Regions from separate parts of the Mus musculus genome. Here region 2 is linked to region 1. The links are chromatin contacts, called in public HiCAR-type maps. All regions are on one chromosome and are shown on one strand. Each heading gives the region's core, a stretch centred on a gene start, on an enhancer-like site or on the middle of the called end of the contact. The rest is flanking DNA. Distances are from core to core; before and after follow the strand shown. Region 1 holds the start of Osgin2 (oxidative stress induced growth inhibitor family member 2). Region 2 holds the start of Mmp16 (matrix metallopeptidase 16).

Evidence for each region. HiCAR-type assays count read pairs that join an accessible place to other places.
Region 2: a HiCAR-type map of astrocytes shows a contact between it and region 1, with 6 times the contacts expected there. The contact joins the promoter of Mmp16 here to the promoter of Osgin2 in region 1. A contact is called at or near these places in 1 of 484 Hi-C or Micro-C datasets (uterus) and 2 of 115 datasets of contacts at active chromatin or transcription factors (astrocytes and forebrain).

What each region holds. Positions count from the first base shown.
Region 1 is chr4:16,012,420-16,018,508 of GRCm38.p6, reverse strand. It overlaps Osgin2 (oxidative stress induced growth inhibitor family member 2), which reads left to right and starts at 4,621. Exons shown (of 6, transcript NM_145950.5): 1 at 4,621-4,822. The coding sequence starts at 4,779.
Region 2 is chr4:17,849,935-17,855,591 of GRCm38.p6, reverse strand. Mmp16 (matrix metallopeptidase 16) reads right to left here and starts at 2,300. Exons shown (of 11, transcript NM_001379519.1): 1 at 2,105-2,300; 2 at 1,740-1,946. The coding sequence starts at 1,871.

The DNA.
Region 1 (6,089 bases), core at 3,372-5,871:
AACTAGGAACTCCCTTTTTTCTATCAGCAGTTATTCCTACTACCCCTGGAGCCCTTTAGTCTAGACAGCAGGCTCCAAGCTCAAAGCTATTACCGGGAGCTTTCAAGGGTATACCTTCTAAGGCTCAGTTCTGTTGATGACAAGCCAACGCTAGTCTGATTCTCATTCCTTTTAAGAGCTTTTAGACTCTTGCTTCTTCTGCTCTTCTTAGCATATTCCACAAGGTACTTTCATGCACGTTTTTTTTTTCCTGCTTAGTATGCAGTTGGCTATCTGCACATGCAGACTTCCTTTTCTTCTTCTTCTTCTTCTTCTTCTTCTTCTTCTTCTTCTTCTTCTTCTTCTTCTTCTTCTTCTTCTTCTTCCTCTTCTCCTTCTGCCTCCTCCCTCCTCCTTCTCCTCCTCCCTCCTCCTCTTCTCCTCCTCTTCTTCTCCTCCTCCTTCCTCCTCCTCTTCCTCCTCCTCTTCTTCTTCTCCTCCTCCTCCCCCCTCTTCCTCCTCCTCCTTCTATATCTGGCATTAGTTATCTATACTGTGGGTTCTCCCTTCTACCCTTCAATACCCCTTTTCTACCCATTCAACCCCCTAACACCACATAGGGGAGGAAAAAAGACAGAGGGGAAAGAGAGAGATGTTACCATTAAAAAACTTCCTGCTGTTTAGGATTGTCAAGTTCCTTGCTGGGGACTGGATAGCTAATTTCTTGTTGTTTTTTCTTTGCGCATGACTACTTAATAAACTGAGAAACCGTGACCAACAGCAATCAACAGCAACCACCCAACAACCCACCACCACCAGCAGCAACCCCATTGAGGCTCTCACATTTATACACCATCTGAAAAGTCCCCAGAATCCAAACATCACATACTTGCAGAATATCTGTGGCTGACAATCATGCCCCTATTAGAGCAAGAGGCAAATCATAGTCCACTGCTGTGGACAATCTAAAGCAACCCCATATCTCACACATGGAATTAAAATGAAAACATATTCTTATAGTACTTCTGTGTTTTTCAAAGAAACCAAAATTCTCACAACTCCTTTATCCTCTTCCTTCTGTTTTGTCTGTTGTTTTTCAAGGCAGGGACTCTCTATATAGTCCTGGAACTCCCTGTATAGACCAGGCTGGCCTTGAACTCTGAGACCTGCCTGCCTCTGCCTCCCGAGTGCTGGGATTAAAGGTGTGCTCCACCACCCCCTGCTACTCCTACTCTTTCTTATTATGCATTTCTTCCAACATCTTCTATTCTCATTTTCTAAAATTTATTTTAAAAATTTTGTCACATGAGGTGCCTCAATTTTTGTTTTTTCTCTAATCTTATAATACTGCAAATGATGCCCACATATTGAGTTTATAAGCTATAAAACATGTAAGACATGTAAAACATGTCTCTTCTAAATTGGCTCATTCCTTCCATTTCGTTCAAGACACAGCCAACTTTAGCCCTGTTGAGTTAACTTGGGTGTTACCTGTGTAGTTTACCACAAGCCAAATTCTGCTATGTAACACTGAACAAAGAAACAAAGTTCTGACCTCCTAAACCAACTTTGTAGCAGAGAAAACAAAAAACACATTAAAATCCTGCATGTCAGACATAGCTGTAGCCTGAGTGCAGGTGCAGCTTTCTAAGTAGGCACACAGCTTTCTGTTCAGACAGCGATGGAATCTTACTGTGTGGCTTGGTAGTTTTTCTGAATCTCACCCCTCATTAGGCTTCTTTTGCTCTCTTATTCTAACCCTTATAAAATATGATGTATGAAGTTATTTTGATCTTTTTCTGTAAATTCTCTGCAGCTGAACTGGATTGTTGTACTATTAACAAAAACTTTAAAAGGTTTACTTAAGAGGGAAGCCTCTTTGTTAGATTTCTGTCCCTTAAACAAACCTGAAGTTTTGTTCACCTGAAGTCTTTTTTTTTCAAATTTTTATTAGATATTTTCTTCATTTACATTTCAAATGCTATTCTGAAAGTTCCCTATACCCTCCCCTCGCCCTGCTCCCCTACCCACCCACTCCCACTTCTTGGCCCTGGCGTTCCCCTGTACTGGGGCATATAAAGTTTGCAAGACCAAGGGACCTCTCTTCCCAATGACAGCCGACTAGGCCATCTTCTGCTACATATGCAGCTAGAGACACGAGCTCTGGGGATACTGGCTAGTTCATATTCACCTGAAGTCTTTAATAGAGCTTCCACCCCCAGTTTTGTATGTGATCATTGAAGTGACCACACAGTACTTCCTGTCTAGGGCCAAAACTGAAGAGAATTTTAGCTTCATCAGAGATAGGCACAGCTGCTTATGGAACCAAAAGAGCAATGATCTTGATGATTAAAAAATCTGAAAGGGTTTCTACCTTCAAACTATAAAATAATACCATTTCTAGACTCTCCTCTGGAATGTTCTGAGTATTATATGACCAAATTATTGGCTTTTATAGCATGATCATTACTAGGTTTGCCCAGATGATATAAAATGCAACTGTTTGTTTTGAATGATTAAAAAACTTGTTTGTAGAAAATGGGAAAATACACTATCTTGGCTCAGGCTGCTGTACTGCCAGACTACAGATCAGAAAGCTTAAACACTAGGAATTTGTTTTCTTACAGCTCTGACACATTCAAACCATTAGGGGCTGGAGAGAGAGCTCAACTATTAAGAACATAATTGCTTTGCAGAAAGCCAGAGTTGGGTTCCAGGAACAGAGACTGGGGAGCTCCCAACTGCCTCTAACTTCTGTTCCAGGATTCTTCTATAACCTCTGTGGTTTCTGTATGTATCTGCACTCACACACTCATTTCTGCCCCATAACCTCTGTGGTTTCTGTATGTATCTGCACTCATGTACTCATTTCTGCCCCTCACACCCGGTACACGAGAGACCAAAAATAATTGTTCAAAATACATTAAATACAAACCAATGTAAATTTGAAATCTGGTGTTTTTGTTCTGCAACCATTGAAAAAACAATATAAATGAAAAAATTCCCTACAAATTAAAACAAAGACCTAATGGGAAAAGATGTATAAAGGGATAGTGGTATAAATATTAGAAAAAGCATAGTCTTATACATCACATTGCAAAAAACCACAGCTTTCCTCTTAGACAGAATAAGAAGACATTATTCTGGAGCCATTTTTAGTGGCTATAGGCCAGGAACAATTTTAACTACCCCAAATTCCATGTTCCAACTGGAAGCAGTTCTGTGAAGTTTCACAGAACAAGAAATCAAGGTAAGTGTAAAATCCATTGTTATAGTTTATTAAAGCACGCCAGAGAGACAGGTACAGCAAGATGAGGGAAGTGTTACTATAGTCTCAGGGTGTTATCTTATTGCATTCTTAGCTTTTGGTTGGTGGAAGCTAGTGGCCTGTTTAGTCAATAGATTCCAAAAAGTTTTTAATCTTCTAGTCACAAGACGTTAGTTCACACATAGAGTTGGACAAATAGCTAGTGTTCTGCAGTGCTAGATCTAGCCTAGATAAGGTAATTAGCCTCTGGATGGACCTGCAGCAATCCAAGCTTCCCACTATAATGCAGTTCTAGTCAATGTCTCGGCAGACGCAGCTTCTTCTTCCCTTTCTCCTTCACAACTGTTAACACATTAAACGTAAAATGAGCTCATACTGCCATTATTTTCAAAGAGGAGAAAAACAATTTTTAAAATCCGGTGAATACACCTTTTAGATATGGAATCCTGGAGGCACGCTGAGTTCTTTCTTTTTGAGACAGGGTCTCTCTACAAAGTCCTGGCTGTCCTATGTAGATCAAACTAGACTTGAACTCATGGAGATCCACCTGCCTCTGCTTTCCCAGGGCTGAAATTAAGGCATGGGCCAATGTTCTGCCAGGATGAGTTCTTTTAAAAAATGCAGACTCCAACCAACATTCTTAAAGAGAATTTCTTTTAAAGACATAAACATACAAGTGTTTTAACTGCTCCCCTCCGCCCCCCAATAACGGAGATGGGTGAAGGCGTTGTCGGAGCAGATTAATTAATTAATTAAGGTGATTAATCGCTCTGACAGTGTCCACCCTCACCTTTTAACTTTGGATAAATACCAAGTTGGATGCACTCCCTGTGCTGACTCAAAGACACCTGGAGAGACTCAAAACATCTTTTCTGGCCCAGCCCCTTTCCCCACTAGTCTCTGCATGGCTGAGTGAGGCCTTGCCCAGTCCGGGGAATGGTGGAGCGGCGCTCTTTAAGAAGGGAGGCTGAACATGGCCAGGGGGAGCGCCAGGCGAGCGGCCGGAGCACCTAAGGTTTGTGGGAGTCTTTGGGTGGCCGCGATGCGGGGGCCGAGGCCAGATGCACCCGAGACAGTGCGAGGACGTGAGCTCAGGTAGGTTCTCGCGGCCGGACTTCCCTGAGACCCGCAGGCCTGAGGTAGAAGCCTCCCCTCTTCTGCTCCGCAATCCCAAGAGCGGGCACCGAGAACGCACCCCGAGCCCCGAGCCTAGGCCTCGTGAGGACCCGGACCGCAGCGCCGCGGCCCTGCGCATCCCTCTCCGTGGACCCGCCCCTCGCCGCGACTCCACCAATCGGCGGCCTCGTCCACGCGCCGCACCTGGTGGGCGGAGCCGCGCGTCGCCGTCGCAGCGCCCGGTCCCGCCCCCAGCGCGGCGCTCATCACTCGCTGCGCCGCCCTGCCGCCGGCGGGGAGGAGCGGAAGCCGCTGGCCGGGGACAGACTCCCGCGCCTGTGAGCCGCGGTGCAGGCAGAGCGCGCGCCGGGACCAGCCCGCGGTCGGCCCTCCCGGAGGACGGCAGCCGCTCTCCATGCCTGTGTGGTGCTGCCGCTGCTCCCTGGCCGGTCATTTCAGGTGACTTTCCCCCCGGGATGGGTCGGAGCTGGCTCTGCAGCGTGTGCTCCTCGGCCGCCGCCCGCTGGGCCGGCGCTGCTCGGAGCTCCGTGGACCCCGCTCTTTTCTTGTCCCCTCTTCTTGTTCCTGGACCGCGCGGGTCACAGGACGGCGAGAGTGGCTAGGCCGGCGGTGAGTCGGTTACATGTAAATGGTAAATTTGAAAATCTGTGAAGAGCCTCCTTTGAATTTTTGATCTTTTAAAAATCTAATAACATAAGTTACTGGCTTGAAGGGAAGTGGAGAAGAATGTGTCATGTAGTGACAGTGGGTCGTGACTTACTAAGGTATGAGTGATGTAAAGCCATGTTAGAATGGAGAAATTTAGGAAGTGGCAGTTTTATACTCAAATTATGATGAAAGTTTCTTACGGTGAGAAAAACAATAGTTTCAAAGATGAATGAACGTATGTTCTAGATTCAGAACAATTGACCAACACTTCGGGGAATTACAGAATAAGATCAAAAGTACAAGAAACTGGATGGGATGAAATGTTACGTTTAGTAAGGACTCTGGGAACTGGCTTTACATGTGTGAATGTTACAGAATAAACTGATAAAGACTTGTTTAATAGAGGCTCATAGAATTTAGGTGAAACATTAACTTGGGTGGAAAGGATATTAATATCATTTCTAAAAATACTAACATTGCTTTCTTTACTAATGTGAGCCACAAGTCACAGTATTTGTGACTGTCATCAATACAAATCACAGAGCTTATTTTATGTGATATAGATAAATGTCGTGTGTATTTAATAACCTTCACAGAAGAGGTTAAAAAAGAATGTGAGGTGCAGAGAAATCAGACTCCTGCTGTAATAGCAACGACCTAGGTCTGCCCAACCTCCTGAGTTTGTAAGGAGACTTTAAATTCTAGATCTAGAAAAGTTTTATGCCAAAGACTGCTGGATTCTATGTTCTAGACAGATTGTTGTGTATGTACACATCGTCCACTTTGAGTATTGTAAAAAGCAGGCTGGAGTGAAAATTTGAAGCCTCTTGGGGAGCTACATTTCTTTTAGAAAATAACCCTCTGAAAGTCTCCTGACACCTTTGGGGTACTGTTGAGCGGTAAGGGGAGAGCTTGGAATTCTTACTCTGAGGCTATGTGGTAAATACCATCCATCCTCTTATCTCTGTGCAGAGAAATTTAGGGGAGGGAGTGAAAAGTGTTTGCTACAGTTTAGTGTTGGGAGAGAAGAAACCGTGTTTGCTACATTATTATAGTT
Region 2 (5,657 bases), core at 1,051-3,550, 1.8 Mb before region 1:
TAAAGTAATACAATCTAACCTAGATTTAGCCTCACAAAACAAACCTAATAATCATCAAAACATTGATGTCATTTAATCCTGCAATGGTAAGTTAAGAGTTCTCCTAGCAGGCAGCTATCCACTCAGCCTCAGATTCTCACAGGAAGCAAGATGCTAACCAGGACTTACTATGCCTCACCCCACATCACAGTATCCTCTACCACCAAGCAACAGCCTGTTCTGTATATAGCATTACTAACAACAGCTTGCCAGTTTCATTCCTTCAGCCTATGAACTAGTCATTCCTCTATTGCAATTAAATTATCTACTCATTTAAATGTTAGTACACAATCCATAATGACAGCTAATTCCAAAAGTTCAACTTTGTCATCCAGAAAAGTCTGGACCTTCAGCTGCTTTCCATTGCTGCTTTTATGTAAAAAAAAAAAAAATCCATTGTGTGGTTTTCAAATTGTGGTTTCTTTAAAACATATCCCTACTTAACATCTGCAAACTTCCTTAATTCCTGTGATGTTGGCTTTTACTTTTTCAAATACGTTGCTTCTGCCCCGTTATATGGAGTCCAAAGTACAGTCCATAGAAGACTCTACCTCCACACCTGGCACTTATTATGAACACTTTGCTTATAAATTGGTTCCATGAAGCATGTTCAAACCGTGTGCAACAGGTCCAACTATTGTGTAAACAGGAGCTCCTAACACAATAGGAACAAGAGCCAGTTCTTTGCAACCGCAAAGAACCACACCAATCGGTGCTAATTCACTGGTAATTCTTTTTGAGATATATAAAGCTGTGATAACTACGGGAAGTTTGTGTTACCCAGACCCTCCCACACCCCCCACCTTAAGTGCAATTTTAGTGTAAGGAACTGTGCAACAAAAAGCCCAGGTGTGCACAGCTTTTCTCGACTCACTGCACATGACCAGCTTTAGAGCTCAGTTGATGACAGGAAGAGCACTTTCACGAAGGTCTGACAAGTCCTTCTCCTTAAGTTGCCCACTGCTGTTGCTATATGCTCCCAAAGGCACCACAGGAAAACAAATGGCAACCAAAGATGTCTAGGCTTTGTCATGTCAGTGTGAAATCAAATTTAAAACACAACTCCAAACTATTAGAAGGGGCCACATTTATTTCCAGTCTCTTGGGAAGAGAGAGAGAGAGTAGGCTCTTAGAGGAGATAGATTTCATGTGCTCTGTACAGTTAGATCTAGTTACAGCGTATTAAGTTAGGTCTAATAGAAAGACACTGTCTGCTTGAGTGTTTTATCACAAAGTGATGTTATTAAGCATATCAAGTATTCCCATACTCTCCTTGGATTCTTTGATTTTTACCTCCCTTTGTTAGACACAGACCACAAGGAGAAATATTGCAGGAACAATACCCAGGCACATGATGCCAACCATCAATGTGGTTTCCCTAGCTATGTATGCAGCATAAACTCAAGCTTTCTTATAAAACTACACATTTGCTCTACATAGAGCTTTGCCTCTTTCCTGGCTAAGCAGCACCGGTCTGCTACAATGTGTCTCTGAGCGTGCAGCATGGTGCTTTGTGCAGCTGGGGATAACGGATTGTTGGTCTCCAGGCATCCATCACTTAGAACCCTGGCAAACTCAACAAGGGTTTTGGTTGCTGACTGGAAAGAGAAACAATGTGCTTTGAGCCTCAAGGATCCAAGAAGTGAAGGAAAGGTTCCAGGGAGCAGCCGAGCAAGAGGATGGAAGCATGGTACTCTTACCTCCACATTGAAATACTGCTCCGTTCCGCAGACTGTAGCACATAAAATCCAAAGCAAGGTTTGCAAGAAAAACACACCCGAACGATGCACGAAATCCAACCTTCTTCCAGAGCTGAATGCGAGTAAGATCATAGTGAACTGTGCCTCAACGGATGGACGAGCTCCCCTGCGTTTTCTCCCTCTTTCCGAATGTCCACTCCCTGTTTCCTTTTAAAAAGAAAAAAAAAAAAAATCCAGTCCTGGGGTGGGTAAAAGCTTGCAGGTTCACCCACCCGTCCAGGGATGGGGATGGGCGCCAGGCTCGGCAGCCGGGGAGAAACAGAGGAAAGGCAGGGTCAGCGGCGGCAAGTGTTCACCATCCTCACCCGGCCGTCGCCCGGAACGTGGCGCCCAAGTTCACCCGCGGTTCCGATTCCCAGCGCCGCCGAGTCGCAGCCGCCGCCTCCAGCCCGTGCGTCCTCCGCCTTCTCCACCTCCTACGCCGCCGGTGCCCCCAGTTTCTGCGGGAAGGGCCTCAGCCGCTCCCAGCTCACTGCCTCCACTGCTCCTTCCCTCCTCTCTGCTCCCCTCCAGAATGTTCATCGGTAATCTACATAACTCCTCCTTCCCGGGGTCTGCGGGGATCTTGGGGGCCCCGCGCGCACACACACTCAAACCACACACGCGCGCGCACGCGCTCGGCCATACACACACACACACACACACACACACACACACACACACACACACACACACACACACACATACTCACTCACCCGAAACACACGCAGGCGCGCTTCTTAAAGGAGAAGACTCAAGGATGCCTTTTAGATACTGGTACACTGGATTGGGTACCGGGCCCTTGCGAAAGGCCCTAGTTCGTGACGAACTCTTCTTTTTCCCTATTACCTGTCCCTCATCTAGATGTCTGGTACCTAGCACTAGAGAAAATCGATTCTTGCTACACCTCTCTTGCCCCTTGCCCAGGCATCTAAAAACAAGTGCGCCCCTCCCCAACCAGAACTTGGGTGGGGCTTGGGCTGTGGACCCGTGTGGAAGCTGAGGAGCAGTCTGGGCCTGGTCCTGAAGGGTATTCAGCATCTTAGTTAAAGATGTTCAAAAAGATCCCTAGTGCTGGAAATCAGGAGTACACCCAGGTTCCTGTGTGGTGCTTGGTAGTCTGGGTCAGTTATCCAGACTCACCAAGTTTGTAAGACCGAGATGGCAAATTTCTGCCATCAAAAACTTTGTTAGGGTCCCTTAAGTCTGTGGCCTCCTGTCTCCCAGGAGAAACATTATACAGAAACATTATAGGCTCAGGAAATAGGCACAGGTTTTTGGTAGGAGACCAGTCAAAGCCAGAATGAAACTACCCTCATCAAATGAGTGGTAAACACTCATCAAAATGCAGGGGTTCCAAAGATGTGGTCTTTACTACATCTGAGAAAAAAGGTTGAGTCACTGGAGAGAAGACAGCAGTAGAACATGGATAGAAGCTGAGGAAAGTGGGAGCACTCACCACCTCAAAGGTGGTAATGGGGATTATGAATGTGAACAGCTGACATGGGCAGCATGCTGGGGGCAAATTAGAGAGGCCTGGGGGTCTGAAGGGAATCCAGAGCCCAGAGAACTGCAGGAGCTAGCTGGAGACTGCTGGTATGCCAGGCTGGCAAACAAAACCAGAGAACTTCAGAAGAGGGTGCAAAAATGGAGCTGAACAGAAGCAGTGTGAGGAGGTGGACAGGGGAGGCAGCAAACACCAGCCCTTGGCAGGTGACTTCTGGCTGGAGAGAAAGGGGGAAGGGAGTAGGGCAGGCATCTGTCTGGGGGCCTGGCCAATAAATGTGCTTCTCCTTGGCAGCCAGTAGAGGGGAAGAGAGGAGCCCACAGGAGGGAAAAGCAGCCAAAGCAAAGGCCAGCATTGTTCCAGGTACCTGACAGCTGCCTAGGCAAAATGGGAAAGAGAACTGACAAGATGTATTTCATGGTCAGTCAGTAAAGCAAGAAGTAGAACACAGGAGGTCACATTTAGTAAACAGATGGAAAATGTTGGGAAAAAAATAGCTTTCCAAACATTGCATTCAACAGTAATAATTTGTATATGAAATTTGGAGAGTGGAGGAGGGGCTGAAGACTAGAAGTTTCTTGTTACTGCTTTGCTAAAACCTGTGGAGCATGTACCCAGCATCTTGAGTTGAGCTCAGGGAGCCCTTTCTAACAATCTGCCATGGTGTGTATGTGTGTGTGAGTGTGTGAGTGTGTGTGTGTGTGTGTGTGTGTGTGTGTGTGTGTGTGTGTGTGTGTGTGTGTGTGTGAATATTTGTGTGTGTGTGTGTGTGTGTGTGTGTGTGTGTTTATTTGGGTGGTGAAGACATATTAAGAAGCTAGGCCACATACTGGAACCAGTTAAATTTGCTTAATATTTCCCATCATAGTATTTCATTGAATTTTCACAATATCTATGATCTTGTATATATTGTTGGGACTTGCTTGCCTCTGGTCAAGCTGAAAGAAAATCCTAGAACTGTAAGTTCATGAGAGAATCTTTCAAGGTATTAGAGTGGTTTGCAATAGAGATGGGTTCTTGGTATTCTCCTTTGCCATTTCAATGACATTGTTGACATGGCATGTGCACATTCATGTTCACATACACACACACACAAACATTTTTGTATGCCACTATATCTAACAAGATGCAAATTTGGACAGCTTTAAAACATTTCTTAGTCATATAGGTGCTGTGGAAACACTGATACACATTTCCAAAAGAAATATTTGTGGAAAGAACTCTAATTTGTGAAGGACTTGCTAAATGAGCCAGAATATTAGAGGACAGTTATCAAGGAAGTGGAGGAGAGGGTGAGGGATTTCTCTAAGAAAATTTGCAAGGAAGAAAGAGGGACGTTTAAGTGTGGAAGTATGTAAAGGGTGCATCATATATGTAGATAAGATACCAGTCAGATAAATGTAAATACATATAAAGAGAAGGGAATCTTTAAAATTATTCATGAGATTTGGTATGGGAACAAACAGATTATAAAGAGATTATAACACAAAATTTCAAAAGCAATCAAATTAGAATGACTGAACACATGGAATGAACTCAGAAGTCTTCAAATAATAAACTTATGGAAAAAATGGATTTTCACGACAGGAGTTAATAAATGAATAAACACTAAAAATAATAAAAAGTGAAGTTACTTGCAAACATTTATTAATCTGAATAATGAATATTCACCAGTGAACTAGGAATGAAAAAGCATTTGAAATTTTAGAAACAGTTAACTAATAGGATACAATCTCATTTCAGTAATGGAATTCAGGATATAGTTCAGAGTGAAGAATATTAATTATCACAACACTGTAAGAATGCAGTATGATTTCCCTCTACAATGTCTGGAGAAAAAGTCACAAAGTGATTCTCATAGAAACTTTGAAACTAGGAAGATAAGTAAAGGAAAGACATGTCAGACCTGTTGTGCAGTGAAGCAATGAATATGTGAGCAGGCATCAGTAGAAGTACAGACATTGTGTAAAGGGTAAAGGCTGGAGCGTGTTTACCAGTCAAGGTTAGAGATCACTGGGATGAGGAACAAGAACAATGCATGCTAGACTCAGCCTTATGCTTTACTCTGAAGAAATTCTTAGAAAGAGGTCATTGAGTTTGTTTTGCCTTTATGAAGTTTGTGAACTATGGAAACTTACCTTCTCAAAGTTCTTGTATCTGTGTCTTCTCAAATATCTTTGCAGACATTTTGTCATTCTTACCTAATAAGTCTGGTATGCATTCAGCTGAAACCCTGAGGAACTGAATTTATTGTCAGGGATTTATCATTCCATTTCTAATCTATTGTCTATGTTTCCTTTTAAGGTGCAGCGATATAGGAAACTCTCTGTTTTCATATCTACTAATAACATGATTTTAGTTAGTGCCCTTCT